Regions from separate parts of the Rattus norvegicus genome. Here regions 1 and 3 are each linked to region 2. Evidence: chromatin contacts called from public Hi-C data. All regions are on one chromosome and are shown on one strand. Each heading gives the region's core, a stretch centred on a gene start, on an enhancer-like site or on the middle of the called end of the contact. The rest is flanking DNA. Distances are from core to core; before and after follow the strand shown.

The links. A called contact is a pair of places that touch in the nucleus more often than the background predicts.
Region 1: a Hi-C map of Schwann cells shows a contact between it and region 2, with 5 times the contacts expected there. The contact joins two enhancer-like sites. A contact is called at or near these places in 1 of 12 Hi-C or Micro-C datasets (Schwann cells) and 1 of 1 datasets of contacts at active chromatin or transcription factors (oligodendrocytes).
Region 3: a contact with region 2 is called in a Hi-C map of Schwann cells, with 9 times the contacts expected there. The contact joins two enhancer-like sites. A contact is called at or near these places in 4 of 12 Hi-C or Micro-C datasets (the A7r5 cell line, the Rat2 cell line, Schwann cells and 1 more).

Annotation. Positions count from the first base shown.
Region 1 is chr6:16,356,521-16,360,847 of GRCr8, forward strand. LOC134479093 (a long non-coding RNA gene) reads right to left here. Exons shown (of 4, transcript XR_010052164.1): 3 at 3,323-4,327; 4 at 1-2,195. Among named protein-coding and RNA genes, the nearest start is that of Zfp36l2, 120 kb to the left of the region's middle. Within about 2 kb of position 2,786, at least 46 of the 93 cell types and tissues checked have an H3K27ac peak or open chromatin away from gene starts, as enhancers often do. A contact at or near this core is called in Schwann cells, where this site is marked.
Region 2 is chr6:16,538,314-16,542,642 of GRCr8, forward strand. No RefSeq gene overlaps it. Among named protein-coding and RNA genes, the nearest start is that of Trnai-uau2, 43 kb to the right of the region's middle. Within about 2 kb of position 2,523, at least 4 of the 93 cell types and tissues checked have an H3K27ac peak or open chromatin away from gene starts, as enhancers often do. A contact at or near this core is called in Schwann cells, where this site is marked.
Region 3 is chr6:16,410,317-16,414,113 of GRCr8, forward strand. It overlaps LOC134479316 (a long non-coding RNA gene), which reads left to right. Exons shown (of 3, transcript XR_010052475.1): 3 at 955-2,933. Among named protein-coding and RNA genes, the nearest start is that of Zfp36l2, 170 kb to the left of the region's middle. Within about 2 kb of position 1,510, at least 11 of the 93 cell types and tissues checked have an H3K27ac peak or open chromatin away from gene starts, as enhancers often do. A contact at or near this core is called in Schwann cells, where this site is marked.

The DNA of each region.
Region 1 (4,327 bases), core at 1,536-4,035, 180 kb before region 2:
TAACCACTCTGTGGGTGCTGGGAATCGAACTCAGGTCCTCTGCAAAGCAACACAGGCTCTTAGCTGCTGGTCTACTTTTGCAGCCCCAACCCTGAACTTTTTATTTTGCTGTCCCTACTCCATGAGTGCTCTAACTACAGCATGTGCCCTGTGCCTGGTTTCTGTGGTGCTGGGGATCAAACCCATGTCTTCACACATCCCAAGCAAGTACTCTATCAATTGATCCATAATTTCAAACCCTCCTCTATATCTTTTTATTCAAGCACATTTGGGCAAATTGGGTTTGACTGTTACTTGGAACAAAAGACAGACATGGGGCTCAGTCTTTCCTTTGCCCCACAGCTGTTAGGAAGGAAAAAAGGAGGTGGGCAGACAGTGTGCTTGGAAGGTAGGTGCCACCTCGGCTCACAAGATGCCAGCCCTGTGCAGGAGACCCACTGAAGGTGCTTGGCCAGGTCCTTGCTTGTACGCCTGGCAGCTCCTCCCTGGTGAAGCCACTCAGCCTTCCTAGGCTGTAAGTAGCACAACCAGCCCTGCACTGTGCTGCCCACCAGCCCTGGGCCTTAGCTCTCCCACTGTCTGCTCCTTTCATTTCTTCTTCCCCTTAACCCAGAACTCTGTTCTGTTTGGGTTAGAGCCTATGTGACTGGGTCCATTCCTCTTGATAATTTATATGCAATTGAGTTTATTGAACTTAGAACATCTGGCTAGGTTGCCGTTCTCGTGTCTATACCCATATAAGCACAGACCAACGCATTAAATACTTCAAGACCACCTCGTGCTCTTCTCCAGAGAAGACCACCCCTGGGTCTGACTTTTACCATCATAGGTTGTTGATCTTCATACTGATGGTATCAGATGGTGGCTTTGTGTCTGGTTGATTTTCTTCAACATAATGCCTTCGAGAGTCTCCCTGCCTGATGCTTTTTGTTGTTTTAGTCACTGTGGAGTGTTCCAGTGCATGAGCACATCGAAGTCGGTTTAACCACCCACTGCGCACAGGCATTTGGGATGCTCCAATTTGAACCTCCATGATTGAAACATTCGTGTGCACACCTACTTGTGGACATACACGTTTCTTTCGGGTACAGAACACGTTGAGCAGAATACGTCTCTCTAGCTCAGCTTTGGGACCGAGTGGTGTTAGCCAAACAAGTTGGCATTGTCTTTAGTGTCCTCTAGGTGTAGCTTCTTGGTAGATCAGGTAGCAGTTTCGCACTAATGGATGTGAAGACCTGGAGGACGAGGCCCGCAGTGCCCCCATCTCTCTAAGGGGCCATGAGACAAGGCTTGAAATATGCCAGGAGGAGAGGTGGATTCTATTTTACTTTTATTATTTTTTTTCAGGGTCTTTCTGTCTCTGTGTAGCCCTGTCCAGGAACTCGCTCTGTAGATCAGGCTGGCCTTGAATTTAGAGCTCTGACTTTGTCAGCCTCCCTAGGGCTGGGTTAAAGCCACCAGGCCTGACTGATCTGTGCCTTCTTTTCCTCAGTGAATGTCAGAGAGCAGTGGGGTCTAGGAAGGGGAGGAACCCCAGACAGGAAGATGAAACTGTCCCAGATACTGAAGCTAGCTGGAGCTCCAGGGCCATTGACATGTTTGAAGTCATGTGACCAACAGGAATGCCACCTCAAGTCAGCCTTCTTCTCATCCAGAGACCTTTCAGCCAGCTTTAGAGGGGAGCACCTGGGGATTGCTACAAGGCTCTGCTCTCAGATGAGCCTCCAGAAAGCCCCTCTGTAGGCTTGTCTCCCATGCCTCGCCTCCAGCCTGGCTGCTCCCAGAAAGATGGCCATAGGCCGTGGATATCCTGGGTCATAACTGTGAGGGGTGGGGAGTAGGCTTGAGCCTGGGGGACTGGTATTGCCTAAGACTCATGCCAAGACTGACCTGTGATCCAGCCAAGCATGGGCGAGAGTGGGAAGCTCTCACAGAACATTCCTGGAAAATCGTTTGCCCTCACTAACCCCCTTAGGCTTCCTTGGCAAGACTGACACGTCTGGTCTTAGGTTTGGAGACTCTCAGATGGCTTTGAGCTTGTAGGGAGCCTTAGTGGCTCAGGGGAAGCACTGCTTTGACCTCTGAGCAACTGACAGTGGACATCTTTACTGGAAGATTCTAGATGGCTTGCTTTCAGCTGTGTTCATGGTATGAAGACTTCAGGCTGTGGAGTGAGGGGTTCTCCGCTTTTGTTCCTGGAAGAGAGAGAAGCGGGTGTGCATGCTTGTAAGCGTGTGTCTGAGTAATGTCTCTGTGAATACAAACACCTATTACTTAGCTATCTGTTCATTCATTCTGCAAGTATTTACTAATTGCCTATTAGGTACCACTGGGGTTTCCACAGTGGATAAACGACACAAAGTCCTTGACCTCAAAGAGACTATTGTATGCCAGACCACATCTCCGTGTGATGTCTGTACACCTGAAAACAGCTTCTTGCCGCAACATGAAGCTTCTCTCTCTCTCTCTCTCTCTCTCTCTCTCTCTCTCTCTCTGTAACTTGTCCATGTGTATAGGAGTATAGATGTGTGTGCATGAAAAGGGCTCTGAGCATTTGAAGCTTTTAATGAGTGTCTGTGAAGGGGAGAGATTACTCATCCACTCAGAGAACTATTCAAGAAAGGCCTCTCCCTGAGCAGTTATATTTTCATAAATAAAAATAATCAGATAATGAGTTCATTTCCGATCTTGAGTTTGATGCCAACATTCCAGGGAAATAAGACCCGCCCGCTGGCCAGCCGGCTGGCTGGCTGGCTGGCTGGCTGGTTGGCAGTGATCTGTGTGGCTTGGGTTAGCTGGGGAAAGTGCAGAGGAGGGGAGAGACCTGCTGATTGCAGGCTGCAGGAAGTAAGGGAATCTGTGACCAGAGGAGAAGTTGCATGTGTCTGAGCACCTCACCCTCACACGCACACCAGCAGAGCCCAGACTGCAGCATACAGGGCCTGGGCCTCTCCATCTCTTCCTTTCTAGTCAGTGATGGTCTATGCAGCTTTACAAATACTGATGGCTACTAAGAGCACAGACCACCCCAATGCTCTGAATTTCTGAAGAGCCAGCAGATAACCCCTTCCACTCAGTCTAGGGCTCGCCAATGCCTGCTGGGAAGGGAGAAAAGGGGATCCGAAAGTGGCTGTGGTCTAAGACTTGCAGGGAGTCGGAGAGACCAGACCCTGACCATGGCCCCGAACTCTGCTTGAATCTGCATCTATCAGTTCTTGCTTTCTCATTCCCCATTTGTACCATAGCCTCCCTAAGTCACGATACTTCAAATCCCTTTCTCTACCTGGGCTCCTACCAGACATATTTACCCCTTTCACCCTACCTGCCTTTGCTTAGGTTGTTCTCTCTCCTTGGACCACTCTTCTTCCAGCTTGGGTGCTCCCATTCTTTTTCTTCTTCTTCTTCTTCTTCTTCTTCTTCTTCTTCTTCTTCTTCTTCTTCTTCTTCTTCTTCTTCTTCTTTTTTCTTTTTTTCGGAGCTGGGGACCGAACCCAGGGCCTTGCGCTCGCTAGGCAAGCGCTCTTCCGCTGAGCTAAATCCCCAACCCCACACCCATTCTTAAAGACCGAGAAGTCACCTCTTCACGAATCTTCTCCGGATACTCCGCATAGGACTGCTTTCTCTTGTTTAGCTATGGCCACCTGCTAACTCTCTCCGCCTTGTCTTCCTGGACCCAAATCTGTGTCCCACCCACACACCTGATTTTTCCAAACAGGTCTACACACAGGGCTGTGCTGAGATACTGGCCAGAGAGGTGTCCTGAGCTGAGCCAGCAGTTTGCTGCTGTGTCCTGATATATGTGTACCCTGCACGAAGGAGTCCTGGTGCCACATAAGAAAGCCTTGACATCAGCATGATGGCTGAGAGAGGGACTTTGGGAGAACTGGAAGAAGGAATGGACCATTCATCCATTCATCTATTTATCCATCTGTCTATCCATCCACCTGTCTATCCATCCATCCATCCATCCGTCCATTTGTCCATCCATGTATCTGTCCATCCATCATCTGTCCATTCGTCTATCCATCCATCCATCCATCATCCATCCATGCATCCATCCATCCATCCATCTGTCTGTCCATCTGTCCATGCATCCATCCCATTATCATCCATCCATCCATTCATCCATCCATCCATTTGTCCATCCATGTATCTGTCCATCCATCATCTGTCCATCTGTCTATCCATCCATCCATCCATCCACCCATTCATTCATCCATCCATCTGTCTGTCCCATCTGTCCATGCATCCATCCCAGTATCATCCATCCATCCATCCATCTATCCATTTATCCATCTATATATCCATCCGTCCGTCCATCCATCCA
Region 2 (4,329 bases), core at 1,273-3,772:
GGAACTCAGGAATTCAATCACCTAGGCAGGCAGTCTACAAGGGAGCTATACGCCCAGCCCTTAAGTCACTATTGTTTTGCTTTGAGACAGGGTTTCATTCCGTAACTTCTCGTAGTGAATTCTAGCTCACTAGAATTCTTTCAGTAGACCAGGTTTGCCTTGAACTGACATAGTGACCTGCCTCTGCCTTCCAAGTGCTGGGATAGAAGGCATGCGCCACCACTCCCAGAGAAATCTCTGTTTTAATCCCGTATTGTCAATTTACATTGCATAAGCATATGGAATGACTCAGAACCTTGCCTAGGAATTAAGTCCTAAGAGTCGCTGAAGCCAGGACCTCCTGCGCAGAGGGAATGTGAGTCGACCCATTCTTTGGTCTAATGTAGCTCTTATCAGTAACCCTGACAGCGGTCCAATTGCAGCATGTCGACTCAGAGTTTGCGGGGGCTCCTCATACGCACACGGTGTCTTACGTGACTTTAAATAGGCTCAAGTAGGCTGCTGCTGTTACCCCATCAATGGAGAGAAGCCAAGGGAAAACATTGCTGCCCAAAGATGTGATGAGAATTTGGACTTTCACTTAAACGAAGGGTTCTGTTTTGTTTTACTTCTAATATATCATTGGCCAACAAACTTTGGCTCTTTATTCATTTAATTTCCAATTAAAACATGAATTTCGATGTGTGGCCTATAGAATAGAATGCAAGATATCCTACAATTTGAAATTTTCTAGAAGTCACAATTAGAAAAGTAAAAAGAAACTGGTGAGATGAATTCAAACAACAAATTTACCTAACTCAAGATACAATTTCTACATGAAATGGTGGTGGACAATAAAAATAAGAGATTTCCAGCTGGAGAGATGGCTCAGCATTTAAGAGCACTGGCTGCTCTTCCAGAGATCCTGAGTTCAAATCCCAGCAACCACATGGTGGCTCACAACCATCTGTAATGGGATCTGATGCCCTCTTCTGGTGTGTCTGAAGACAGTGACAGTGTACTCATATACTTAAAATAAATAATTCTTTTAAAATAAATAATAATAATAATAATAATAACAATAATAGATTTTTTTTGGTTCTTTTTTTCAGAGCTGGGGACCAAACCCAGGGCCTTGCGCTTCCTAGGTAAGCGCTCTACCACTGAGCTAAGTCCCCAGCCCCACAATAATAGATTTTTATATTGTTCTTGTCTTGTTTTTCCCTAGTTTTAAAAGCCACCGTGGGCAGGTGTGTTGTACTCTCCAGTAACCCCAGAATCTGGGAGTCTGAAATAGGGGAGCCTAAGAATAAGGCAAGTGAGCCTGGGCTACACATCAAGACCTTCTTGGAAACGAGAGAGAGAGAGAGAGAGAGAGAGAGAGAGAGAGAGAGAGAGCGCACAGAACAAGAAAGGAGAGAAAAGGAGAAGAAGCAAGAGGAGGGAGGGGAAGGAAAACAGAGATGCAGTTGAAAACAGGATGTAGAGAAAGCAGGACACCGGGAGTCCCCATCTCTCCTGGTACCAACAATGGTCACTTAGAATCAGCCAAAGTGGGGCTGGGGATTTAGCTCAGAGGTAGAGCACTTGCCTAGCAAGCGCAAGGCCCTGGGTTCGATCCTCAGCTCCGGAAAAAAAAAAAAAAAAAAAAAAGAAAGAAAGAAAGAATCAGCCAAAGCTGCTGACTAGGGATAAGAAAGAGACCATAGTATTTATACACTCTGAGTTTTTCGGAGAGCAACCCCGTCCCCAAAAAGGGGCTGGAGATGTTTCTCAGTGACCGCACTAGGGAAGTCCAGCAGACAGGGCACCATCGAATAACAGGACACCCTAGAGCTGGCACTAGAAGTCACTAATTCAGATCATCATTTAATGGACTTTTGGACCCTGTCCAGCCAGTTTCCAATTTAAGCCAGGTCACCAGGACCACCATGTCAATCAAGTATAAACCAAGAGCTGTGTTTGAAAGCTGAGGTGCCCCTGTCACTACCCTGCTCAAAGACCCCAAGGGATACATCCCATCCCTGCCTCAGTCATTTAATAATGGGCATGAAAAAGCGACTCTATCCCGTGATAAAGACGGGGACATTCCAAACAATAATACCAATAAGAACTAAGTCCATGTGCTCGTTGAGCCTCGCAGATTTCAGGTGATCAGAATGAGCGCAGGACAGGAGATTTCTGCATGGAAAGCTCAGCTCTGCTGGCTGAAAATGAAATTTAAACTTTTTTGAAATTTACGCTTTGATGACTAACTTGTTTTAATCTTCATTATCTGTTTGTTCTTTGAGTGGGCGCTAAGCGAGTGCAGTGCCCCTGACCTGCACTCCCTGATGACCTTCTCACTCTGTAGCCCAAGCAGGTCTTGAACTTGCAATCTTCCAGCCTCAGCACCACTCCCCACCCCACAAGCAGCTGAGCGTTCCTCACCAACCCAGCCTCATTTCTACACATTCTTGCAAAACAACAAACCCAGAACTGTCTGTCTCTGGGCCAGCGACCACCACCCCCAGTTGAAGAAGGAAAACCCGGGAGTCTAATTAGAGCATCACGAAGCAGTACTGCCATCTGGTGGCAGCCTCAGTCACAAGCACGTTCCCTGGGAGGACGTGATCAGCTTCTGGGAACGTGTTTTTCAAAATGTGCTCTCTGACCCATGGAGCTTGTTAAAAATGCACATTGCGGAGCCCTGTAGAACCCCAGCCTCCACGACAGACACCAAACACCCACAGTTGACTCGATGTCCCAAGTCATCTTCGTGCACAATAAACAAGAGGAGAGCATCAATCTAAAGAACTTGTCTAATTGATGCAAGCTGAGAAAATTCAGAGGCAGCAAAGGTTGGAGGACTCATTTTCCCTAATGCTGAACAGAGAGGAGATTGCTATTCTCTGCGTCTGGTGGACTCCACGGAATTGTTTGATGTAGAAATAACACCCTGTGCACAGTGTACACAAAGCTGAAAGGAACCTAAATCCCATCTCTCTCTCTCTCTCTCTCTCTCTCTCTCTCTCTCTCTCTCTCTCTCTCTCTCTCTCTGTCTGTCTCTCTCTCTCTCTCTGTCTCTCTCTCTCAGTCTGTCTGTCTTTCTGTCTCTATGTCTGTCTGTCTGTCTCTGATGAAACCCTGAAACCCTGTCATCAGGTACCTGTAGCTCCTCCCCTCCCTCGTCACCCCAGCCCAACTCTGTCCCTTTCACATCTGGATCCTTCCAGCTGAATCACTTCAAAGCCCCCTCTCTCACTTCACCTCCATTCCCCAGCTCTGTAAAACTTGCAGCACTTTCCACCCGTCAAAGTAACAGCTTGTTTCACATCACCTTCTCAGAGGGCTCTCCGGGGAGCCTTTTAGACTAAGCTAGGAACTCCCCACTTTTTTAGTCCAAAAAAATTCACTATATGGAATCACATTGCCTGATACACACATCCTGCACACACACACACACACACACACACACACACACACACACACACTGGTAAACTCTTCACAGGCAGAGCTGTGTCTCCAAGATTCTCCAACCCAGCAAAGCCTCTACCACATAGCTAACGGGCTTTGCTCCACATTTGCAGAGTGAATATGTGTTTTCAAAAGCAACAAGAAGTCAGTGTCTGAGTTTTGTTTTTTGGTTTTTTTTTTTTCAATATAAAGTGGTAAAACCAGGAGTGTGCGGGGAAAGGGCAGGAACAGAGCAACCTGGGAATGTCCTCACCACCTCCCAGGAAAGGAGTGATTTCCCCAGAGGACAGAGGCCTGTCACATCTTGCTCAGCTAATCTGACAGAAGCCAGCTGCAGTGGTTGTCCTGCCCTGGGGAAGGCAGCATGCTGAGTCTGGGAACCACTTGCCGCTGTTTGCCCCTGGGGACAGGGGCACAGGGGGAGGGTAATTGACTTGTCTCCCAAATTTATTTATTAATTCCTAGCTGCACCATTTGATGTGGTTTCCAGGAGGCACGAGTTGAAATCTGTTCACTGCCTTTTCCACCTATCCCCAACCTCATGTAGCAATGGCCCCTAGGGAGCCTGGTAAACCTCAGAGTCTGCTCACCAGTGAGGCTTCAGGCAGGCAGGGTCTAGACCTGGTGCCCACCACACAGAAGGGGTGAGCTCCTGTTCAGGGCTCAGCCCCAAGGATGCCGATTCTGATACTGGCGAGAGTGAAGAGGTAAGTCAGCAGGCTGCTCAGAAGGCCTGGATCTCCACGGGACGTGTAACTGTACTTCTGGCTACTATACTGGATCCTGATATTTACTCCCCTTCTCCACCCCAATCCCTTCCACCCCTCAACACTGGTAGAAGAAAGTTTAAAGGGGAAAGGGGCATAGATCTCTTTAGACTACTCCCTGATGATT
Region 3 (3,797 bases), core at 260-2,759, 130 kb before region 2:
ATCTCTAGGAGGCATTGTGAACCACTGGAGACATAAGATGACGAGAAAAATCATGCCACGAACCCTGTCGTGGGCCAGTTAGCCTCGCTGCAAGAGAGGTGCAGTTAGTACTGTGACAGCCGATCTCTAAGGGGCTTCAGCGGGGTCTAGAGGTTTTGTTTGTGTGGCCGGGGGAGCAGTTGAACTTCACAGAGGAAGTGACGGTATCAGAAGGTGCCCTCCTCTCTGTCTACACCCCCACTTGCGGAGGCAGAAATAATTTCTTCCAGGTTAGAAGTGGAACTGACAGCAAACAAATACTGGTTTGGCCGGCCTGATTCTGCGCAGTACGGCCGTGTTTCCCAGGGCCTCTGCTCACATGCCACATGTCGAGCGTGTTCGTGGTGTGACGCACTTTAGATTCCTTAGCTGATGGAGCAAGGGCTCGGCTGGTAGAGTGCTTGCCTACTGTGCACAAAGCCCTGGATTAGAGTCGCAGCACTGCATGAGACTGAACGTGGTGAGTGGTGAGGGGGTGCGTAACCGTGACTCTGGCATACAGGAAGTGGAGGCAGCAGGACCGGAAGTTCAAGGTAATACAGTGAGTTCTGGGCCAGTCTGGACTACATGATGCACATGCGCATGAGCACACGCAAAGACACACTCAGTCTGTGATCAGCTTGGCTGTAAATGTCGGTTTGAGCCACTTCCAAACTGGACTGTCCCGTATCTACCTAAGAAAAGAGACGATGAACCACTGCGAGGGTGGCATGTAGGACTGGAAACATAGTATAGGTCTAGGAAAGTCCACTTGTTTGTGAGAATGGTGCCCAGAGGAGAGCTGACTTCTTCTCAGAAGAAGGGAGTGATGGGAACGGCCTTCAGGAGGAAAAGTCCAAATGCTCTTCAAAGACGTAAGATGCTGGAATCATCCTTTTTTTATTTTCTGACTCTCGCCTTGCTCTTTTCTGTCAGGTAGACAGAGCACACCACCAGAGGATCTCTGAGGCAACAGCGACAGACCCGGAACGGTACCGCCAAGAAGAAAGCCCAGAGATCTGTAATCTGAATTTAAAAGATGCCCCAAGAGGTTGACCCATACCCATCATGGTTTAAAATAAAAAGCGTGTTTGTGAGCGTGTACACACACACACACGTCTGCAGTAGGTGGAAAGGTCATGGGTTCAGATGTTTCCTTCTGATTGCATTGGAGTCCACTCCATGGGTATCTCCTTCTTTCACCAATCACCACCCCTGGCTGCTGGTGAAGGGAATGTTAAGGATAAGCCAGAGGGCTGGGGGCCAGAGGGCGGAGGATGAGCAACAAAAGACAGCTCAGGGAAGTCCTGGAAAGAGCCTGACTCTGGAGGGGAAAGGAACAATGGGCCTCTGTTTAGGGTCCACCTCCACTCACAGGTCCCGGCAAAGGGAAGCCTGGAGGCAAATCAAACACCACCCACATCCACAGGCTGCCCACAGAGGCAGGTGAGTCAGAGCCCAGGCTTAGCTGATAACAGTCAGCAGCGGCCCAGAATGCAGTCCTTGTTGACGGTTGCCACTACTCGCCCCCTCCTCAAGGCTGGGCCTGCCAGAGCAAGCCTGAGGGTGGGGCTGATCAGGAAGCAGGGCTGGCTGGGAAAAGGAGAGAGGCCCAGCAGCCTACCCTGCAAGGTGTGCTCTGTGGTAACTTGAAGGTGCAGTGGGGCCAGCCGGCAGCAAGAAGAGTCAGCTCGGGGAAACCCACAAGCTTTTATCCTGTGTTCAATGTCAGCTGTGCTCTCAACCCACAAATCCACTCATTCCTCCAGGGGGGAAATGCCACTGTCAGTACTAAGGCAAGACTCTAGGCTGAAAAGGGCCAAAATTCAACTTGAATGGGCTTGGGAGGAAAGTCGTCTTGAGTAATCCTCAAGTGGGGCAAGGATGGAGAAGGATAGGAGGCTGAGGCCAGCCGGCTGGCAAGGACATCTTCTGCATCTTCCTTACGTGTCTCAGGGGCTGGCATCCCATTCTTCTGCAGATAGGCTGTGCATCCCTCCCAACCTAGGGAGAGAAACATAACCACGTAACCCAGATCGGGGTCACGCTCGTGGTTTCATGACTAGAAAGAAAATGTTATCACTGGTCACCTGGTTTGGTTAGAGAGTTTGTAAGGACTTCTTGTAGGCTCCCCTCAAACTATGTGACCAGATCTGGGCCAGGCTCTCTAGCCAGGGAGATGTGTTGATGTAATTTTCCCCGAGTCTTTGTCCCACCCATTGTCAGACACATGTGAGAATATCTCCTTGCTGTACACTTGGGGTCTCCTGTGACACAGCTGCTGGTTGACCCCCATAACAATGTTGCCTTTTCTCTCATAGATTGAAAGTCTTTCCTGGAGCTGGAGAGATGGTTTAGTGGTTAAGAGTACATACTTCTCTTACAGAAGACTGGACTTTGGTTCTTAGCAACCATATCTGGTGGCTCAAAATACCCGTATAACGCTACCTTTGAGGAGCTCTGACCTCTCTGACCTCCTTGGGTACCTGTAAGCACAGACACACACAGACACTAACACATATTTATAATTTAAAAGAAATTAAAGGTTTTTCCTTTTTCTTTTTCTGGATACATGTCTTCTTGGCGAAAACCAAAACCAAGAACCCTACATTTCCCAGATTCCTTTGCAGCTAGGGGTCTGCAATCCATGAGTGTAAAAGTTCTGGTGTGAGCAAAGCAATGTGTGCAGCTTACTCATGGTGCCTTTAAAAGGAGGGAGTCGGGCTCCCCTGGCCTCTTTCTCCTACATGGTACAGGCTACAAGCCAGTGTGAGGTCATGTATGTGAGGTCATATCTTGGGTCATGTATGCGAGAATACAGGCAAAGGAACGGTACTGGAGCAAGACAATCAGAAGCAGCCTGAGTCCTTGCTTCTGTTTTGGCCCTAAACTGTTTGTCTCTGGGCTTTTACACAGAGGAAAAGAATAATCCATTTTGAGCTGGAAAGATGGATAGGTCAGTGACTAAGAGCATTTGCAGCTCTTATGGAGGACTGGGGTTTGGTTCCTAACATCTGCCTCTTGACTCGCTGCCATATGTAAGTCCAGCCCTAGGGGACCCGATGCCCTCTTCTGGTCTCCAAGGATACGCGTTATCTGGTGTACATATGTACAGGTGGGTAATCTGTCCAGGACTGGCACCACCCACAGTGGACTGGGACCTCCTACATCAATGATCAATCAAGAAAATACACCACAGGTTTGCCTATAGGTCAGTTCCCCCTTCCCTAGAGGACCCTGGCTTGTGTCAAGCTGACAAAAAACAAAACAAAACAAACCTAGCCAGCTCAAGTATACCCCAGTGCCCTACATGTGGCTCGAGTCTCTGGCTCAGTTGCAGGAGCCCCACAGAGTGAAGAAGGCCATGGCTCTGTCCTTAGCCAGGTGGCCTGTGAATGCTGGAGCCATAGAAGGACATGAATCACTGCCCCTGGCTTACTTGGACTCCTTCCAGGAGCTGTGTGCCTTGATCATGTAAGAGTAGCCCAGTAGACAGTTCTCTCTTCCTGAGTTCGGGAACCAGAGGCATTCAAGTTACCCAGAACCACATGAAGAAGGCCTCTGGGGACACTGCTGTTAGGTACCTCTTGTCCTTCCTCTCTGCAGTGGCCCATGCCTGTACTCTCACAGAAAGGGCCAGAGACTGAGAGCACCAGCTTAGTAAGTCCTGGGTCCTAGGGATGTGAGAGAGGTGTGGTCTTATAAGTTAGCAACAGAAAATAAATGCATGGCTGTGTCTAATGATGCTCCCCACCCCCATTCCTACCCTTTCACCATTG